Linked DNA regions of Mus musculus: region 1 is linked to region 2. The links are chromatin contacts, called in public Hi-C maps. All regions are on one chromosome and are shown on one strand. Each heading gives the region's core, a stretch centred on a gene start, on an enhancer-like site or on the middle of the called end of the contact. The rest is flanking DNA. Distances are from core to core; before and after follow the strand shown.

Region 1 (5,025 bases), core at 191-2,690, 150 kb before region 2:
GGATGCTTAGGAGGGGCCTCGGCATCCCACAAATCCCCCAGTGCACAAAGCTTTGAGGCCAAGTGTTCAGTCTGTTTGTTCTTTGAAACAGGCCCTGGAAGCCAGGAGTTATTTGTTTCCGAAAGGTAGGCGCGCATCAGGTGGGTGGTCGCTGCACTTTCTGTGCTTTGATTCCTGCCTTTCTTTTCAGGACCACTGAGGGGTTTATTTTCCTTCTCGCAGCAGTGCTCCGGGGCTCTGCTGTACACTGTATCTGTGTTGGGTTTTCCCACAGGCCCCTGCAAAAGCAGTCCACTTGCTTTCAGAAGGCCCTGGGCGGCCCCGTGAGGGGGGAGCTGGTTGCAGCTGTATGCCCCTCCTTTCTGCAGCAGGCTTTGATCAGGGTTTTTTTTTGGGGGGGGGGGGAGTGATGGGGGTGTGGGCTGGTGCAGCCTGACCTCCCATCTCCAACATCTCCCAGGTAGAAAGTTCTGTTCAGCCTGTCTGTGGCTTCAAAGGCCCTGCCCCTCCGGGCTGGGACAAGTCTGATAATGGTTCCCATTTTTTGTTGCTGTGTGATCTTCCAGCAGCCCTATCTTTCAGTCGACAGGATCCTGCTTGTTTGGTTGGGCTGCTCCAGCCAAATTGAAATCACCTTTCTGGTTGAGGAAGCACATTGATGTCTGTCTTCTCCCATTGAGACCCCTTTGATGGCTCAGACATGGCCTTCTAGCTCAGACAAAGGTGACCCGGGCCATGGCAGCCAGACACCTGTCCAGTCAGAGCCCGAGCCTTGAACAGGGTGGACATCTGCTTGAGTCTGCAATTCAAGAAGAACACTCCATTTGGCACTTGTGTCCTCGGGAGCACACAGCTTAAGGAAAGCCAAGGCTTTCTGCTCTACTTCCTCGAAGAAATCCAGCCATGGTGGCTGAGGCGGCATCCTGTTCTCCATGCTTGAACTTGAACCTGGGACACAGCCCAGATCCCTAAAGTTGACTACAGTTCCCAGGAACTTGAGCTGCTCTGAGTTGAGAAGCAGGCAGCCAGCCAGTGTTAGGCAGGATGTCCCTTCCTAACAGTTGTGGCCTTACAGGTTCAGTTCTCAGCCCTGGGGCATGAACAACAAGTAATGGGGCCCCTCCAAAATCTATTTCTAGCTCCTACCCCAAACAGTTTCATCTGTCAGTCCCCAGGGTTGAGTCAAAGGACAAGGGCTGAGCCACCAGTGTGCTGCTGTTGGTCTGGAGAGGGGTTGCGGCTTCCCTGGAAGGCTGGCTGACTGCTCCTCTGGGGCAGGTGGGGTTAGGCTGCACATTGCCCTTTGGTTTCCTCACATTTAAAATGAGGGTGGCCAAGGGCAATAGGAGAGCATCCTCCTTCCTCAGTCTGATAGCACAGGGCTCTTCCTTTTGACTGTACTCAAAACAACCAGGGCAGAACAATGAACACAGGAGGAGGCCCAAGGGAATTTATCATGTGGCTGTCCCGTGGCAGTTCCCTCTCTGCCTTTATCTCCTACAGAGGTCTGTGTGGGAGGAAATTCTGGCAGGCTGCATTTGTCTCCCTGGAGTGGAGAGAAGCTGCAATGTTGGCCTCGCCCCAGCCTCAGCCATAGCAAGGAGACCTGAGCCGTCTCCCAAGACTCTGAAGATGTGCCCACCAGAGTGCAAACCTGCAAAGAAGAGACTCCAAAGAGTGTCAGTGTGCCCAGACCAGCCCAGGTCCTCCTCTCTGCTCCTGTCACTGCGTGACAGCTTTGTAGACACTTGTCCTCTGTTGTTGGAAAAGCAGGGGGCAGACACAGCAGTGAACACAAAAATTTCTCACACCAGGGAGGTCACTTGCCTAGAGAATTCATCCTTTTCCCCAGATGCCTGGGAAAAGAGAAAGGACCTCCGAGCCTTGCGGCGATGAGGAAGTTAGCCAGTTCCAGTTGCTCCCTGTGAAAGTAGATGTTTTGCAGCATCTGATCAGGCCATCTCATCTCAGCACTGATTCATTTATTTGTATAGTGGGGGGTATACGCATGCAAGTAGGTACACATGTGTGTACAGGTGTATGTGCAGACTTCATGAATATGTAGAGGGCACAGGAGGAAGTCAGTTCTCCTACTATGGTGCTCTCTGCCTTATTACTGTGAGTCAGTCTCTTGTTGACCCTGGAGTTTGCAGCGTTTTGGCCAGACTAATGGCTAGCAAGCCAATGATCTTCCTGTCTCTGACCATCCCTAGTCCTGGAGTGAGAGGTATATGTGGCTTTTAACATGGCTGTTGGTGATCTAAACTCAGGTCCTCATGCTTGCAGAGCAAGTGCTATTACCCACTGAGCTATCACCTCAGCCTCCCATCTCGGCATTCTTAATTTCATTCAGTCCATATGCAAAATCCTCCCTGCCAAGGGGAAACTCTAGTGCCTTTGCTGCCAAGATTCAGAAACTAAGGAAAACAGTTCCTATCCGGCAGCTAGTCACTGTGGGATGTTGGCCCACCATTCTTTGGGGCTTGAGCCTTTTATAATGCTACAAATTGAACACGGGAAGACCTGGGTTGAAGGTCACCAAGTGATCTTGACTAGGCGACCTGACATCTCATGGCCTCAGTTTACACATCGGCAATACTAGAAACCTCAGAGGACTCTTCTCACTCAGAACTGCATGAGATAACGTCTGTGATGTACCTAGCACACGCTAAGGATTCTATAATGTGACCATTATCATTACCATCCTTTCAAACGCTATGCAGGTCTGACTGGTCGTCCTCCTCCCTGCTGAATAGCAACCTCAGAGAACAGTAAGCCCTACTCTGATGTAAGAAACAAACTCCGGGTGGGAATGGGGGGCATATAGGTGGAGGCAGACCCCACAGCACAAAGGTTAGGAATGTCTACCTGGGACACCAGTAGAAAACTCAGGGACAGATCTGAACATAACCTGATTTTTTTTTTCCTCTCTGGCCATGTCACCTCTCAGGTCAGACACAGTGGGCTGGTTTCTTAGGACTTCAGTGACACATTGGCACAAACAACATCATTTCTCACTCAGTAGACAAATATTCTTTCACACTTTTGGAAAGAAGTCTAAAATTGAGATGTCTGTAGGGTTGTGTTTCCTCCGGAGGTATGAGAGACTCTTTTCTTGTCTCACATAGTCCCAGAGGTTCCAAGTGTCCCCAGACTTGTCCCCAAACTAAGCACTACATAACTTTGTCTGCCTCTGGGGCTGAGCTTCCTCCTCTTCTTTGTGTGTCTCTTAAAAGGACACTTGCACTTCATCAGAGACATGTGGCCTCAAGATTGCAAGAATCCTAACTTGATTACAATTACAAAGACCCTTTATCCAAATAAGGTCACATTTACAAGTTATAGGGTCAAGATAAAACACATCTTTTGGGAGGATCAATCTTCAAATGAGCACATCGCCAGCCTTGCAAAATGTCCAGGTTGATTAAGACTAAAACATCCACAGAAAGTGTTCTTCACCCCACGACAACATCCCTGGACCTCCACTTGGTTCTATCATTCTCATGGCAAAAGCTGGCTTTTAGTTCACTGTCAATTAACAAGAGCAGGAATCCTTGCACCAGAGAGTGGGTCTCCAGCTGGCCCTGCATCCTGGAGCTTCTGAATCTCAGCCAGAAACTGTTGTGGAAAATAATAAAAAAGGAACCCACCAACTCTCCCCAGGGCCGGACCAAACTCCCGTTCTCCTGCCACTGATGTCAGCTTCTCCATCTAACCCCAGCAGCATCTGGCTCGCTTGTCCCTGGAACTGCTGGCTCCCTCTCCACCATCGGCTCTATCCTACATTCTAGTAACCAAATGGAACCGCCAACCCCGTGGTTGCATATCACAGCACCCAGTAACCTGGTAAAATCAAGACTCTTAAAGCTTAATTAACCAATCAGATTTATGTATCAATAATATCACAATTTACAAGATGCCAATTCAATAATTTCAGAGCCAATTGATAATGATAAAAGCTTTATCCCAATTAATCAAACCTCATGATACCACAACTACTTGTGGCTGGTTAACGCCACACAGGTTCACGTCTGTAGCCATCTTCCTTCTCCTCCTACCCTGAGACACCCCCTGTCTTAAGCTCCGCCTCCCCTTTCTCTGTCCAATCACAGACCTCCTCTGCACTAATGTAATTGGACAGGGAAAATCCTGCGACTAGATACACTGAGATTTGGAACCCTGCTTTGCCCTGGAGGCTGATGAGCAAACTGTGAGGACTTGTCTGTATCGGCTTGCTGGGTCCCAGGAAGTACTGATTGGTCGCCTGATGCTCAAACCCTTTACCTTCTCGCCGGTCTCCCATCCTCCCCAGGCCCTGCACTTAGAAAAGGTCTACATACCTAGGGCGCCTCTCTTTTTGCCGACGCTTCTTCTGGCCTTGCTCTGGCCTGATCTTTTCTTTGTTTCCTCCTTCAGCCTCTCTCTCAATCAATCTCAGGTATCCATGTCTAACGGAGTACGAACGGACTTTCTCATAGGGGTTCCTGAGCTCCTGTTACAAGGCCTCCTGTCTTATTGGAGTTTCTATTGCAGTGATAAACACCACAACCATAAACAACTTGGGAAGGAGAGGGTTTGTTTCAACATACCACTTTCGAGTCACAGTTCATTGCTAAGGGTACTCGGGGCAGGAACTCAAGGCAGGAATCTGGAGGCAGGATCTGGTGCTGAGGCCATGGCGGGAGTGCTGCTTACTGACTCGCTCAGCCTGATTTCTTATAGCACTCAGGACCACCAGCCCAGGGATGGCACCACCCACAATGGATTGGGCTCTCCCCCATCAATTGCTAATTAAGAAAATCTTAATTAGCAGATCTTCAGGCCAATCTTATGAAGGCATTTTATTATTTTAATTGAGATTTCCTCTTCCCAAATGAGTTTAGCTTGTGTCAAGTTGGCATAAAACTAGCCACCACTCTGCATGTTGACTCTGCTACCAAGCAAGATGTAAAGAAGACTATACTACAATCATATTCTTCCAGTCAAATACTGTTCTATAGAAATTTAACAAGGGATTCAGTTCCT
Region 2 (5,356 bases), core at 493-2,992:
GTGTCTAATGTGCCATAAGTGTGTTTAGTAAGGCACATTGGTTGGCTTTTAGATTTTACTTCATTGTACCTTTTACAGTGCATATATACTTTTGCAACTATAAGCTGATGTTTAAATAATGACTATTCTACTCTGTTTTAATAATACTTTCATGATTTGTACTTGTAGTACTTAGTAATTGTAGTACTTAGTAATTGTAGTACTTAGAAAGTGAAATAACTGCAGTCTGTTTACCTTGGGTTCCATGTAGAATAGTGGTTCTCAACCCATGAGTAGTGTCCTCCCCCCCAAATTATCAGAAAACAAAGATATTTACTTTATGATTCACAATAGTAGTGAAATTACAATTACTAAGTAGCAACAAAATAATTTTATGATTGGGGGTTCACCATGTCATGAGGAACTATATTAAGAAGTTATAGCATTAGGAAGGATGTAGAGTCTTAGATTAATTATAAAAAATATCTCTAAATAATAAAAATAACCTTACTGGGCAGTATGACCTTTAGTATTGAACACAAAAGAGAACCAGGGACTTTAGTTGGATCCCCACAGGACATTGCTGGATGTGTCCAAAGGTAATATGCTCTGAGTCTAAACACAGGGGGAGAAAGCAGAGGAGAGACACACAGAAGGAAATGGAGCGAGGCCATTTGTAAGAAGCAATGTTTCCAAAGAAAAATATTTTTATTGTTTGTTTGCTCAGGAAGAAAAGAGGTTAGTTTATACATAATTGTCTCTAGAAAACAAAACAAAACTAGTCAGAAAGCAAGATATCTGAGATCATCAAATTGATAGTGTAACAGCTATGACAGAAGCTATTAAAACTGAAGCTTTCCCAAAGAGGTAAAATGGAAGCACACATATTTACCTCTAGAATCAAGAATAAAAGCAAACCTGTCAGACATGGCCTGTGTGTCCCTCCAGTTCTACTCTGGTTCCTTCTCCACCCCACCTCTGCCTTTGTGTTCTGTGGATCACCTTAAGAGGACTCTCCTGGCCACGACCCCTGGAGAACATTAGCAGGAGACAGGAAGGAGGTCACCCTCAGTCAGGGGTGCTGATGGAGATCACTTGTAAGTACCTCTAAAACACTGTACAGTTCTAGAAGTTTCTTCATAGCTACCCATTCCTTGAATGCACTCCCCAGATTACACAAGTCTGCTGAACCAATTAGCTTACCCAATCTCTTTCCTGATAACATTCTAGCTGATAGGATAATAGTAATAGCATTTAGTTGAAGAATCATGCTATAGAAAATGTTCTAATGGCAACCTGTACCTCTTCTTCTGTCTACTCCTGACATCTATTTTTATTGGAACTGAATGCAGGCCAACCCCAGCCACAAGGAAGACTCTGCTCAAAAAGACCTTCTACCCACAGAGATGCAGAAGCCTAGGACCTGGGATGCTTGCCTTTTATCACAGTAGTCCATGCCAGCTTCCCCCTCTCCTTCCCTCAAATTCCTGCCTGTCCTCAAAACTTGCTACCCATTCTTTTCAACAGTGGTGGTGCAAGTAGCACTTGCTAATACTGCCCAGGACAGTACTGAGCGCTGGGTAAGATCAGTTAACCAACACTATTAAATTATTAAATATTACTATTTAATGAAGGTGAGGAAGAGCAATACCCCAGTGAGTACTTGTAAAGGAAGGAACCCTGCTCACCTAGTCCCCACAACGAGCACAACTTAGTGAGCTCTGTGGAAACACCTGCTGACGTGAGTTATGGTATCGAAGTCTGAGGTCCACGAGATAGTAAAAGTGCTATGTGAAGCTGTGGTTGTGAACTTCAGCTGTGCCTGTGTGCTGTGTCCTCGGCTTCTCTCCCACCCTTGTCTTTTATTCTTATCTTATTTTTTCATTTAATTTGAGGCAAGGTCTCCTTAACATCGCCCAGACTGGCTTCAAACTTGCTATGCATCCCTAGCTGACCCCATCGTCCTGTCTTTTGAGTGGATAATAGGGCTGTACTACCATGGCCAGCTTCACTCCTCTTAACAGAACACCAGTGATGTCTCTGCGGTGGGTTTTGACCTATTTTTGGAATGTGGACTTCCCCTTTGACATTCTGATGAAAGCTATGTACCTTCTCCACATCAAAAGATAAACACAGCTCAAGGACTACAGGTTAAAAAAAATAGCTGAGATGTTCTATGTCATCCGGAGCGGACAGTTCTGATGTGGAAAAGGGCAGAACATAAAGTACTCTAAAGGGAATCTGAAAAGACGCATTCCAGCCCAGACTCCCTAAGAATGGCAAAGAGGAACTGACTAAGCATGCGACCCATCTGTGCTTCACGTATACTTTATACACAGAGCCTGAGATGCTTTATATAACTTTTTACTTGCCTGTATTTTGACTTTGAGGTCAGGAGTAGAATTATCTGGTATCATGCTGACATTCAAAAGTCATAGATTTTGGAGCATTTCAGATTTTGAATAAGGAATGCTCAACTTGGATCACCTTTCATATAAAGAAGATGCCAGAAACTTTAGTAGCCTTGATTTTGAGCTCTGCAGCCCCGACCAAATGCTTGATCTTGTACCTGGTTTTCTGCAGCCACTAACAACCCACTACTTGCACAGTCCTTTATTGGATGCACTTGTTGAACACTGAGCGGCAGATCAGGTACTATGCTAGCTGCCCTGAGAGACCCATCGCATCATAAACAGTTTTCCTTAGAAAAGTCGCAGGAACAGAGGGGGCTTCACTTACATCAATGAGACCATCTGCAAGAGTGAAAGACAACTGTGGTGGAGCATCTGGCCTACTGAGATCAATATAAACAGACAGGCCAAAGGCAGCTGAGAAGTTTATAATCTACAAGAAAACCAAACTTGAACAGAAATACAGTGATAAAAAAATTAATGGGGAGAAATGAAAAAGCAAAGCAATTAGTGAAAAAGAGATAGAGTCATCATGAATCTACAGTATGAGGTTAAAGTCTCCCTCTTAAATATTTCATTACATGATATGGAGGTTGTATGTTATAGTCTTTCATGCAATCAGAAGATGCAGCTTGACAACCAGAGCAGGCACCATCTAGTCCAGTGTCAGCTTAGGTCTCTAAGAGGCTAGTCCATCTCAAAAGGACCAGTCCCCATTCTGGACCTGTGTGCTGGACTCTGTGGCAGGTATTAGAGACAAAGAGATGAATAGGGCAAGAAGCATAGGATTTTGAGAGAGACAAGCTACTCTGAAACTGACGATAAGACTCTATGGTATCCATGATAGCAGGGATAAACAAAATCTGTAAGATGACACCTGGAAGCTGCATCAAGTGGCAGCCCAGATGTGTGTGTATGCTGGGAATCACAGGATTTTCTAAGTCTTCCTGGGCTTGGATGATCCATCATAATATCACTTCAGTGGACTTTACAATAGAAAACCAGGTGTTATTTGAGAACTACCAAAACTACATGTACTGGGATGTTGGATACAAGTCAGTAAGCATGACTGTTTTCATTCTCCAGAACTCAGTGAACTCCAGGTGACACTAGTGACTGGACATACCTGGGCCAATTCTTTCTCAGCTTCTTCCCTGATGTTTTGGGCTGCCTGTGTAGCTTCTAAGGACTCACAATGGACTCCTCTGGTCAACAGGGCCTCTGGGCTCTTTCTGCATGTTCTCTTAGTATGTAGAGCTCATGGTTAAAGGTAAAGCTAGAATATTCAGATGTCTCTGTTCCTGCTTCACTCTGAGAGGATGTTGAGCATCTACACATCACTTTCTCTGATTAGCTAGATTTCCCTGACAACTTTTTTTGTTTATTCTGTGCCTCCTATCTGGCAGACCTAGATCTTGGATTTGACGGCCTGTGTTTGGTACATAGTAAATACTGCAGGATTTACTGAAGGATGAAGGAACAAAAGAAGACTGCTCACATCTCTGGATATCTAATCATTAGTGCTTCATGTATACTTTACATCTCTGAATGGTCGTTGGTGGCACTAAGAACAGAGCTCATCTGCCTCCGGCTGTCCAGCTGATGCTGGCACCAGGCTCATCTGCATACTACCTCCCTCCAGTCTCCCTTTTCCAAACCCCATGGGTTCCTCAGGCTTCTGAGTCAGGAGGTCCATGGATCACATCACTGTGCTGTGCCTGGAGAAAAGCAGCATTTGCCTGTATGCAGCTAAAGGCTGACCTATAAAAGCAAGAGTCTACACCAGCCTCTTCCTTCTGAAATCCTCATGTGCCAATCTACTGGTGAAGGTTGTTAAAGCCATCAGCTAACAAACAGCAAAAGTATCCCCAAAGTCCAGAGCATGAGCACATACTTTTATGTGCTTTGCTTTTTGAGACAGGGTTTCTCTGTGTATCCTTAGCTGTCCTGGAACTCACTCTGTAGACCAGGCTGGCCTTGACTCAGAGATCCCCCTGTCTCTGCCTCCCAAGTGCTGAGATTAAAGGTGTGCGCCGCCTCTTTCCAATTTCAAGCTATTTTCATAGAAGTGTGTTTTGTATCTGCTTTACCTAGTTATCCTCATGCACTGGAGGATAAGGTTTTGGTTTGGATCAAAACCGCTGGGATTAGAGCACAATACTTTTCAATTCACTCAGTCATGTTTCCCAACTTGATCTCCATCATGGGAAGGTACATGGCTGCGTGAGTTTGCATAGGTACGTTTATGGCAGTGAGGACATATGTGCCAGTGTGTAGCAGTGGCAGAATTTGCTTCTAGAAAAGCATTTTCTCCTGCGTGTTTTATTTATTTATTTGGAAAAGCCTACATATAAATGAGCACATTTCTGGACTGCCACAGTGAGCCACCAACGCACACACCATGTTTTCCCTGCTTGCATCCGCAGTGCACCTTTGCACAGAGGTCCACGGGTCCCACCAGTTCCGTGCTTACTTACTTTGACCCCTTGGCCTGTGAAGCTGTAGCCTTTCCAGGGGCAGCCCTTCACATTGTTATATGAGGTACATTTTAACCAGCTTGTCAAGGCACTGCACTCTGGGTAATCATGCATGGTTAAACCCTATGCTCCCTGCTTGCAGACGTTCCTCCCATCGCTCCACACACAAATCCCAGTCACCCCCTCACACCACCAACTTTGAAGTGGCTGTTCCTACGGAGGCCTCTACTGGTGGCTGAACTGTCACAACACAAACTGTCAGGAGGGTTTTGCCTTTCTACTGAGTGCATCTGGGAAACCCGGAAGCAAGATGCTGGCTATTAGCTGCCCCTCAGATGGATCTAGACCAAACTTTTCCCACTCTGCTCAAGCTCAGGTTAGACAATCAAAACATATAGCTAGACTCTACCGCATGTGAGCTATATCACTTCAGTACAAAGCTTGCAGAATGGCATAATGATCAGAGACGTAGGCCTCATACCTCAATAG

What was found. A called contact is a pair of places that touch in the nucleus more often than the background predicts.
Region 1: a Hi-C map of B cells shows a contact between it and region 2, with 2.4 times the contacts expected there. The contact joins two enhancer-like sites. A contact is called at or near these places in 3 of 484 Hi-C or Micro-C datasets (B cells, nephron progenitors and uterus) and 4 of 115 datasets of contacts at active chromatin or transcription factors (embryonic stem cells, heart atrium, microglia and 1 more).

What each region holds. Positions count from the first base shown.
Region 1 is chr12:79,834,811-79,839,835 of GRCm38.p6, reverse strand. It overlaps a transcript of Rad51b not described here. Among named protein-coding and RNA genes, the nearest start is that of Gm3596, 5.5 kb to the right of the region's middle. Within about 2 kb of position 1,440, at least 103 of the 459 cell types and tissues checked have an H3K27ac peak or open chromatin away from gene starts, as enhancers often do. A contact at or near this core is called in B cells, where this site is marked.
Region 2 is chr12:79,689,042-79,694,397 of GRCm38.p6, reverse strand. The region is part of intron 8 of Rad51b (RAD51 paralog B); the gene reads right to left. Among named protein-coding and RNA genes, the nearest start is that of Gm36048, 110 kb to the left of the region's middle. Within about 2 kb of position 1,742, at least 47 of the 459 cell types and tissues checked have an H3K27ac peak or open chromatin away from gene starts, as enhancers often do. A contact at or near this core is called in B cells, where this site is marked.